Linked DNA regions of Mus musculus: all the other regions are linked to region 3. The links are chromatin contacts, called in public Hi-C and HiCAR-type maps. All regions are on one chromosome and are shown on one strand. Each heading gives the region's core, a stretch centred on a gene start, on an enhancer-like site or on the middle of the called end of the contact. The rest is flanking DNA. Distances are from core to core; before and after follow the strand shown.

Region 1 (3,175 bases), core at 35-2,534, 930 kb after region 3:
CTATGGAGTGTGCATTACTATCAAGCATAGATCTTATCCCCACTTAGCTTTAAAAAAAAAAACTTTTTAAAACTTCAAACTGAAAAAAAACTTTAAACTAATAAATGATAATTGTATATATTTGTGAGGAATGATGATTAGGACTGTATTAAAAATGCCCTTTTTATCTTAGTACTTTATAAATGGATTATGGCACAAACCTTTCCATTAATGCCTCAATTAATAATTCCTTGAGGAATCAAGAACTTTATGTATCTACATGGTAATTAACAATAATACTTCAATTTTTTTTTCTCCTAGGGTTTCAAGACAATTTCAGAATCATGAAGACATGCATACAGAATTGGAATTCTTACAAGTAGGTAGTAACCATCATTGTATGCATAATGCTTCATAATTCTGTAACTTTTTGTCAATTAAAAATAAAAACGGGAATGAGGCCTTTCTAAACACAATATGAAGAATCATATTTTCTATCAGCTTTGCCGTACCTAGTCTCTCCCCTATTCCTTGAACTTGAAGCAGAGGTGTTTCTCCAATCCCTCCCTTTCTCCCTCCTTCCTTTCCTCTGTCTCCCACTTTTCATCATTATTTCTCCTCCACCTCCATCTCCCTGCCCTTTCCTCTTCCTTCTTCCCTCCCTCTTTCCCTTCCTCTCTTTCTCCCTCTTTCTCTCCCTTCCTTCCATTCCTCCTCCTGTCTCCTCTCACTCCCTCTTTCCCTGCCTTTCTCCGTTCCTCTCAGTCTTCCTCCCTCTCTCTCCTTTACAGTCCCTCTGAGTTTCTCTCCTCTATCTCCCTGTCTCTGCCCCACTCTTTACACCTTCACACATTTCTTCCTCCTTCTCCCTTCCCTCCACCCCCCACCCCCACCCCACCCCCACCCCCACCCCCGCTTCCCGTCAGCAAATACAATCCTTCCTCCAGTTCCTCAGAGGCATAGATTTTGATATTTGGCCAAAGGAATGCTCAAGTGCTCAAGTGAGGAGGCTACCAGGAAGCTTTCAGTACCCTTAAAGTGTCACCTGTGGCTTCGATGGCTCTTGAAACCTGATCTTCTGGTTCCAACGGCCCAAATTGTGTACAGTAAGAGGGAGGCGGTATACTTTCCCAGATACTGCATCCTGGAACTTCAGCACCAGGGGATTTACCCGCAGCTGAACTTCCTTCTTAAGGGTATCTATATCCCGAGGGGCTACTGAGCCCCGCTCTGCATCCATTACAGCCCTCTAAAGAGCCAGCAACCAGGTGCGGACTTGACCAACTCCCGACTGGCGAGAGACAACAGATGTAGCTAGGTAACAAGCACTAGGAACCAACGGTTGGAATCCCACGTGCGCGTGGGCGGGACCATTCGCGCTGTCCTCAGCCTTCTTCACCCAGAAGTCTCCAGTGCTTGTCCCGCCCCGACCAGGCCCCCCACGTGGATCTGCCGCTTGCTCCATCTACAAGGGAAATTATGCTACCCTCACATCAGACCTTAAAACCCTCTCCTCTGTCCCTGACCCTGCAACAGAAGCTTGCGCATGCGCAGTAGTAGTAACCCCGCCCCTTCAATGGTATGACCCAAGGCCTTAAGGTGGCAGTTGGAACAGAACTAAGAACTGGGTGGCAAGTGTCAACAAAACAATTTGAAAATAATTTACACCAGCCTCAAATACAGACATGGCCTGGCAGGGTTTCAAAGTGGCATTTGGTATAATGGGCACTTTCCAGGATTTTCTTTTAGGGCAAGCTTAGTGAAAATGATGTGCTTATTAAGGCAGCCACATTTGACTGAAATGAAGGGTTTTAATAAGGAGGATAGTGTCAGTGGCCGCTAGGCCAGCATTTCTGTGTTTTTTGTAAGGTCAAACTATTGGATTAATATAAAATTTATCAATAGAGATGAGTAAATAAACAAGTCTATCCATGGTATGCAATAAGTTCTTTGTGACTTTAATGAAAATATTTTGCTTTCTTTTTTCTCACAATTCTAAGGAATAGATCTACTTACTGTCTTAAGCATGCAAGCATTCTACCACTGAGTGACATTCTCAAACTCTATATAATTAAAATTTAAAGAAATGAAATACACACACCTCATATAAAGGCAATCCTATGATTTATTATTCCATAATCTGCAATATCTGGAGCATTGCCCAAGAATCTGCACGTGCAGGATTCCCAGAGGATTTCAATCATGGTGTTCAGTGGCCTATACTCTGATTATAGAGGCTTTAGAAATGGTATTAGCTATTTGATGAGTAATTTTTGAAGTTATTGTTTAAGTATAAAGTATAAAGTCAACTTGCTCATTTATTGGAATTGTTGTTGTCAGTTGCAACAGGAAGGTAGTTGGCCATCCTCATCCCTTAGCCTCCAGAATGGTATGGTTTAATAGGCCTGAGCTACCAGACTCCACTAATACTTAGTGAGAATTTAAAGTTTTGAAAACACTCTGTAAAACAGTTTTGAAAATGTTTATTAAGCAAGTCACAAAACTGCCATGCAATTTACAAGTTGTATTCATGGGCATTTATTCTAGAGAAATACAACTTTTTACATATAAAACTTCAGTATTGCAAATATGAATTTTATTTCTATTAATCAAATCCTGAAATAATCCAATGAAAATAACTCAGTGATGAATAAAAAAAATCTATAATACATACATCCTAAAATACTGCTCCACAATGAGAATCAATGATAGATGTAAAATCCTAGTGACACACTGAGTACTAGAAATTGTCAAAGTATAAAAGAGCCACAGACCTTAGTATGCCTGGAGAGTTTAGCACAGCTGTCTCCATGATGAAACCAGGCTGTAAAACTCAGCACAGAAACAGCAGCACCTGCCAAAACTAAAACAAAGACAAAATAATCCATCAAAATCCATAGTTATGGGAAAGTCTCTAAATGTCCTAGCCTCGCTTTTTGGCTTCTGTTGTTCTGCTTCTGGCTAAATGAACTTATTAACTGAAGTATGACAATCACAAATATGGTTTTTGTGCTTAAAAGCTTATGCTGAGAAAGGCTTGGGGCTACATTAGATCCTGACCCCCTAGTGTAGTCCCTAGTTACTAATAAAGACTATTAGCTTAAAACCATGTCCAAGCAGTTGTCTCTTCTGATAAATATCCTACAGCATTTGTGGAGGTCCCACCAAGATCTGATATATCCCAACTCCAAAGACT
Region 2 (2,902 bases), core at 125-2,624, 770 kb before region 3:
TTTTTTTTAAATCTATTTATTTACTTAATGTATGTGAGTACACTGTAGCCGTCCTTAGACACACTAGAAGAGGGCACTGGATCCCATTACAGATGGTTGTGAGCCATCTTGTGGTTGCTGGGAATTGAACTCAGGACCTCTGGAAGAGCAGTCAGTGCTCTCAATCGCTGAGCCATCTCTCCAGCCCTAATCTGCTGGTTTTTAAGGCATGCACCATCACTGCCCAGATGATTGTCTTTAATTTAATTTAAATTTTTAGCTTTTTCAAAACTTTTTACTTTTCTTTATACCTTTGCAGAGAAAGTTGCTTCCTGTGTACTTGAACACTGACTGCCACTCCTAGTAGCCCTGAGTATATTTCAATGACCTATGCCCCGGCCCTTGAGCCACCCCTTCAGCTGTCTGGTCATTGCAACAAACTGGATTCCCCCCCCCCCCCCAATTAGAATTTTTCCAGGGAGAAAGCATAAAGGCCTCCAGGGTCAGCCACAGGGAGACGCTGGAGGAAGATACTGTACAAATGAGGGTATGGCCACTCCCAGGTACGGATAAGAACAGCCAGAGGCTTCTGGAAGAGTCCAGAGCAGAGAAAGTAGTGGACTAAACCTGGACAGTAGACTGAACCCAGCCATGAGAGGACAGAGGTGGAAAGGGTGAGGAGAATAAGAGAAGAAGAAAAGAGAGGGAACAGAGGAGACTGAGAGGACCAAGTGGGAGCATGGCCTAAATGGCTGGTTATATAGGTAAAAGATGCTAGGAGAAGGTCTGGCTTGGATTAAGTTATGGGGCCAGATCAGAAGAGTAGAGCATAGTCAGCGGTCCCAAGTGAGTCTAGAGGCCATCATGTGCTTTGGTATGCTAACAGGCACCTCAGGCATTTGTCCCCCGTCGTTTCATTTAGAACTGACACACACATGTACTTCTACTAACTTTTCAGGTCTCCCTGCAGACTAGAAAATGCAGCCTTGCCCAGTCTTGTTTCCAAGTGTGTACATTTTGCATTCAATCCAACAACTCTCATTGGTCCCCAAAGCCTCAAATCCTGACTCTGGGGAATCTCTGGCCTTATTTATTTGTGCATCTTAGTGTGGCATAAAAATTGCATGTAATTGGTGGCCCCTCCTTGCAGTACCGATAGAGGCCAGAAGAGGGAGACCGCCCGCCCCCCACCCTCAGCTCCTGTGGGAGACTTCTTCCCTAAAGCTCCTGTAAGTGAAGAGAGTGAAACCTTCACAGTCAGGGCTCAGAATGGAGCAGGAACGGAGGTGGGATAAGGTCTAGATCAGCAGGCTTGGGAACAGAACTGGTCGGGGTGATGACGCGATTTTACTTAATAGCTGGTAGTTTCCAGCCAAATCACTACACTTTCCAGCATTCCTTGCGCCGAGATAGCCTTGTAAGGAAGGCTTACAGGGAGGCAGTAGGTCCCCCCAGTTAGCGCCACAACCGGTCTTTCTCTTCAGACATATTGGCTATCGTCACACACATGTGACAAATCGCCACTCACATGAATAAGTATGGTTTCTTTTGAAGCCACATTTCTCCCTTTTCTTACAGAAGGGTCCTATTGCCGTCCCGTAGTCCCTCCTTCCGGAAGTGCTTGGCCTGGCCGTAAAGTTTCCTGGGAAGTGTATTCTTTTATTAGGAAATTAACAGCTCTGAGGTCTCACTACGTGCTGCTTTAAGACTATTTGCTTGCTGCTTAATAATATTATTTTATTATTAATGACTGCAACTCATAATGGATGCAATGTGTATCGATTAAATGAGATTAGGATTTTTACCACGAATACAATGTATCATTTTTACTTTCTGCGTTTCTTGCCAGAGGAAAAACATTGGTTTAATTTAATTTCATGTCACATTACTAAATATTAATATTATTTTTTCAAAGATTTATTTTATGTGTCTGTGGACCCGGGATCCCACAGTAACAACCTTCGAAAAATTTCAATATTGTTTCACTTTACTTAAGTAGGAAATCTGAAACACTTTCATATCCATCTAAATTCAAATGTGCAGACAACTTTTAATTATATTCTTACTATGCTTACCTGAATAACCAGGGGTATGCATATAATGCAACTTTCCTGATTAAATCTTAGTTCTAAAAAATTAATTAATTAATTAATTAAGGAATTGAGGTTTGGATTTTTTGTTTGTTTTGTTTTTGTTTTTGGCTGCTCCCCATTAGGAATATACAGCATAACAGTGTCTACCAGACAGTGGGACTGAATGCACAAAGTCCTGAGTTCCATACATCCTTAGCATCCCATAAAAGTGGACAAGTTTCAACTGATAAAATTTATATTAGAAAATGTTTAGAGATCTTAGTCTAGACATTTAATCTGGATATCTAATCTAGACATTTAAAGATGTTTTGCTTAACCAAAAAACAACACAGGCTAGGCAGTAGTGGCGCTTGCCTTTGAGCCCAGCACTGGAGAATCAGAGGCAGGTGGATCTCTGTGAATTTGAGGCTAGACTGCTGTACAGAAGGAGTTCAGGTCAGCGAAGACTGTTAGAGAAATCCTGTCTTGAAAAATCACCAACCAACAAACCAACCAACCAACCCAACCAAACCAACCAACAGTCTGCCTCTGCCCTCCCCTTTTTTCCCCTCCCTGCCCCAATCAATAAATAGCATTTGTAATTTGTGCGAGCTAGTTGCATTGCAAGGTACAGTCGTAAGGTGGCGATGCTCCACTGCCTTGGTACAACAGAGCTCTTCTGGAAACTAGGATTTTTGGCAAATCCTTCTTTATGATCTGGTATGAAGGCTAATAATACCCCTGACAGGCTTTTGCCCGCCAACTGCCTGCAGACTCAATCACGAATAGTAAGTGTTCACAGCTGAGGTGGGAAAACTGCAACATCATCTTGGGATTTTCTTCTAAATCCA
Region 3 (2,966 bases), core at 436-2,935:
ACTTTGTCTCTGTAACTCCTTCCATGGGTGTTTATGTTTATAAAACAGGATTCACAATCAAGGAAAAGGGGTGGAGGAGGAGGAAGCTCAGTTTATTATGATGTACTCAGTTAAAAAATGAGTTAAAATATAAACATCTGTGCTTGGTACCACATGTATCATTTTTCATAAAAGTTCATAAATTTTTAACATGAAAGCCTATGGGCCTTTATCCAATGTCACAATACTTTCCCTAATGTTTTATCATTTTTAAAGTTTCTAAAGTGAGTTAGCCTAAGTATCTGGCAGCACCATATCCTTAAGAATTCTTCATTGAAACAATGAACAATACTCTAGCTAAATTTACTGACTTGTACACTGCCACATTTTCCCAAGTCTGATCATATTCTGTGACTATCAAAAGGGATTTATCTAGCTCTACTTAGCTATTCCAAGTCTTCTCCCTTTCATTCACACTCACTTATTTCTTCTGAAATACCATTATTTTTGGTTTTTCTTCTGTTGGGATTTGTAAAAACGTATAAAAATCAATCTCTCAATTTCTCTCTCTCTCTCTCTCTCTCTCTCTCTCTCTCTCTCTCTCTCTCTCTCTCTCACACACACACACACACACACACACACACACACACACACACACAGAGCAAGAACACACAAAATAGTAACCAGGCACATTCCTATGGGGAATATTCTTACTCTCAAAATCAACAGACCAGTAAAAAGAAAAAAGCCTCTGCAGAAAGTTGCTAGGTCTTTCTGGAAATTCCCCCAACTTCAGGCCCACACTGATTCCCCACCCCCTAGGGCGGCAACACAGACTTCTGAAGCAAGCCAGCCAACACGCGCGCGCTCGCTCGCTTGCAGACACACGCGCGCGCGAGCCTACACACACACACACACACACACACACACACACACACACACACACACACGTGCGCGCACGCGCGTACCCTCGCCCCCCCCCCCCCCCCGCCGCTGTCACCCACCACAGCCTACAAAACAGTTATAGCCTTTGTTAAAAAATGTCCAGGCACAATGTATCAGAAGAGGGACACATTCCCGGGGAAAGGAAAGTCATAGGAACGCCACACCCTCTATTGCAACAGTCCGGGCCAACAACCCACCTCCCCCAAATCCTCTCCCCACCGACAGGAAACCTTCCTGCCAACTCGGCACCCAGGGAAAGCAGAGGAAGGAAAAGAGTAAGCTAGGACACCGCTCGGGGGCACCAAGTAGGGGGACTGAACTTGAAGCTGGGCCACCTTCCAGGGCTCTCAAGCGAACCTTCCTGGCCTGGCCAAGCTCAAGTGAGGACTTCCAGCTTCTAAACGCCTTTCTTCTTTCTTCTAACTCGGCAGCTCCTACACACCTTTAAGTCTCCCGCCACGGCTCACTCCTCTCCACACGCAGCCGGAGGCTGGCAACCTCGAGAAGCCCCGCCACTGAAAAAGCTGCACGAGTCTCCCCTAACCGGGTCAAAGTCTTCCATACACACCCGAGTCCCTTTCTGGCTGCCAACCACGTTCTCTCCAAGGAGTCCCGCACCGCTGCCTCACTCACCGTGAGCCCCGCTCAGCTACTACGCGCTAGCAGAGCTGCAAGCCGCGCCTGCGCGCACCCGCTAGAGCCGGAGCCAGGAGCAAAGAGGGAGCCTGCAGCTGCTGCTGATGCGAAGGGCAATAGGAAGCCAGAGAACCCACATCAAGAGGGTTAAAAAAGAAGGGGCGGGGCCGGGAGGAAGTGGGAAGCAAGGGGAGTGGCCAGGCAGGGCGGGAAGGGAAGGGAAGAGTAGAGCTTCCACCACTGTGTGCTAGGCCATTGAGCTGGAGCCCAGCTAGAAAAGCTGCCTTTATCCCTTCTATGCCTCCCCAAACTAGGCCAGGTGCAAACCTTGCTTGAAGCAGAACCAAACAGTTGTAGGAGCAGCAAAGGACTACATTTGAGTGTCAAGGAATTGCCCCTTTCCCTGGGAGCAAATTTGCACTATTGCTTTTGAACAACTTTTGAGGCCAACAACCTGAATTCCCTTCAAAACAGTTTTTTTTTTCCTTAAAAGTAGGCTCTTGATTTGAAGCCCTGGCTGTTTTTATACTCTGTATATAGCCCAGGTTAGCCTCTACCTCGTGAAGATCCTGCCTCAGCCTCCCAAAGTGCTATTATTTCAGGTGTCTGCCACAGCACCCTTCTCTGAATAATTACCTTGGCAAAATCCATCTAAATGGCTTGGGAAAGGAGAACACAAGTTGTCAAATAAGTCCTATTTTTAAAGTCTTCGGTGGGTGTTTATAATTTGAACACTAAAAGACTTCTAAAGGCTCCTCTCAGATATGGGATCTAAGGCCGTGTTGTTTGGTACACTTTCTTCTGGTGTTTACCAATTCAAGAAGGCTAAAGTGATTATTATCCCATGCTGCACGCATGCTTAGTTTTAAGTTCTGAGCTTTTCTGTTTAGACTCTGGTCAGCTGTGGCATGGCATCTCATGCTTTCAGTTCAGCTATTAAAATAAGCACACCTCAGTGAACCCAAAGTGAAGAGGGTGTGGCCTTGAAGTTATTTGTTCCAAGCTAATTCCCCTACCCGGCCCTCCTTTTCTTTCTTTCTTTCTTTCTTTCTTTCTTTCTTTCTTTCTTTCTTTCTTTCTTTCTTTAACTTTAGTCATGACGGAATTAGGGCCACACTAGTTGGCCCTTCCCAATAAGTACTTTAGTTGTGGTTGGAACTTTATTTATTTATTTAGGGTTTTTTTTGTTGTTGTTGTTGTTCTTGTTTTTGTTTTTGTTTTTTGTTTTTTTTTTTTTTTGTATTATTTTGTTTTTTTGAGACAGGATTTTTTGGTATAGGCCTGGCTGTCCTGAAACTCACTCTGTAGACCAGGCTACCTTTGAACTCAGAGATCAACCTGCCTCTTTCTCCTAAGTGCTAGGATTAAAGGCTTGTGCCACAACCACCCAGCATGACTGAAACATT

Evidence for each region. A called contact is a pair of places that touch in the nucleus more often than the background predicts. HiCAR-type assays count read pairs that join an accessible place to other places.
Region 1: a Hi-C map of embryonic fibroblasts shows a contact between it and region 3, with 3 times the contacts expected there. The contact joins the promoter of Cfap47 here to the promoter of Prrg1 in region 3. A contact is called at or near these places in 4 of 39 promoter capture datasets (the 3T3-L1 cell line, cranial neural crest and stem cell-derived epiblast-like cells) and 1 of 484 Hi-C or Micro-C datasets (embryonic fibroblasts).
Region 2: a HiCAR-type map of astrocytes shows a contact between it and region 3, with 3 times the contacts expected there. The contact joins the enhancer-like site here to the promoter of Prrg1 in region 3. A contact is called at or near these places in 4 of 39 promoter capture datasets (cranial neural crest, hippocampal neurons, liver and 1 more), 1 of 115 datasets of contacts at active chromatin or transcription factors (astrocytes) and 1 of 9 other capture datasets (liver).

What each region holds. Positions count from the first base shown.
Region 1 is chrX:79,516,067-79,519,241 of GRCm38.p6, forward strand. It overlaps Cfap47 (cilia and flagella associated protein 47), which reads right to left and starts at 1,285. Exons shown (of 65, transcript NM_001368718.2): 1 at 1,025-1,285. The coding sequence starts at 1,219.
Region 2 is chrX:77,809,552-77,812,453 of GRCm38.p6, forward strand. No RefSeq gene overlaps it. Among named protein-coding and RNA genes, the nearest start is that of Prkx, 15 kb to the left of the region's middle. Within about 2 kb of position 1,375, at least 170 of the 459 cell types and tissues checked have an H3K27ac peak or open chromatin away from gene starts, as enhancers often do. A contact at or near this core is called in astrocytes, hippocampal neurons and liver, where this site is marked.
Region 3 is chrX:78,582,212-78,585,177 of GRCm38.p6, forward strand. It overlaps Prrg1 (proline rich Gla (G-carboxyglutamic acid) 1), which reads right to left and starts at 1,686. Exons shown (of 4, transcript NM_027322.2): 1 at 1,558-1,686.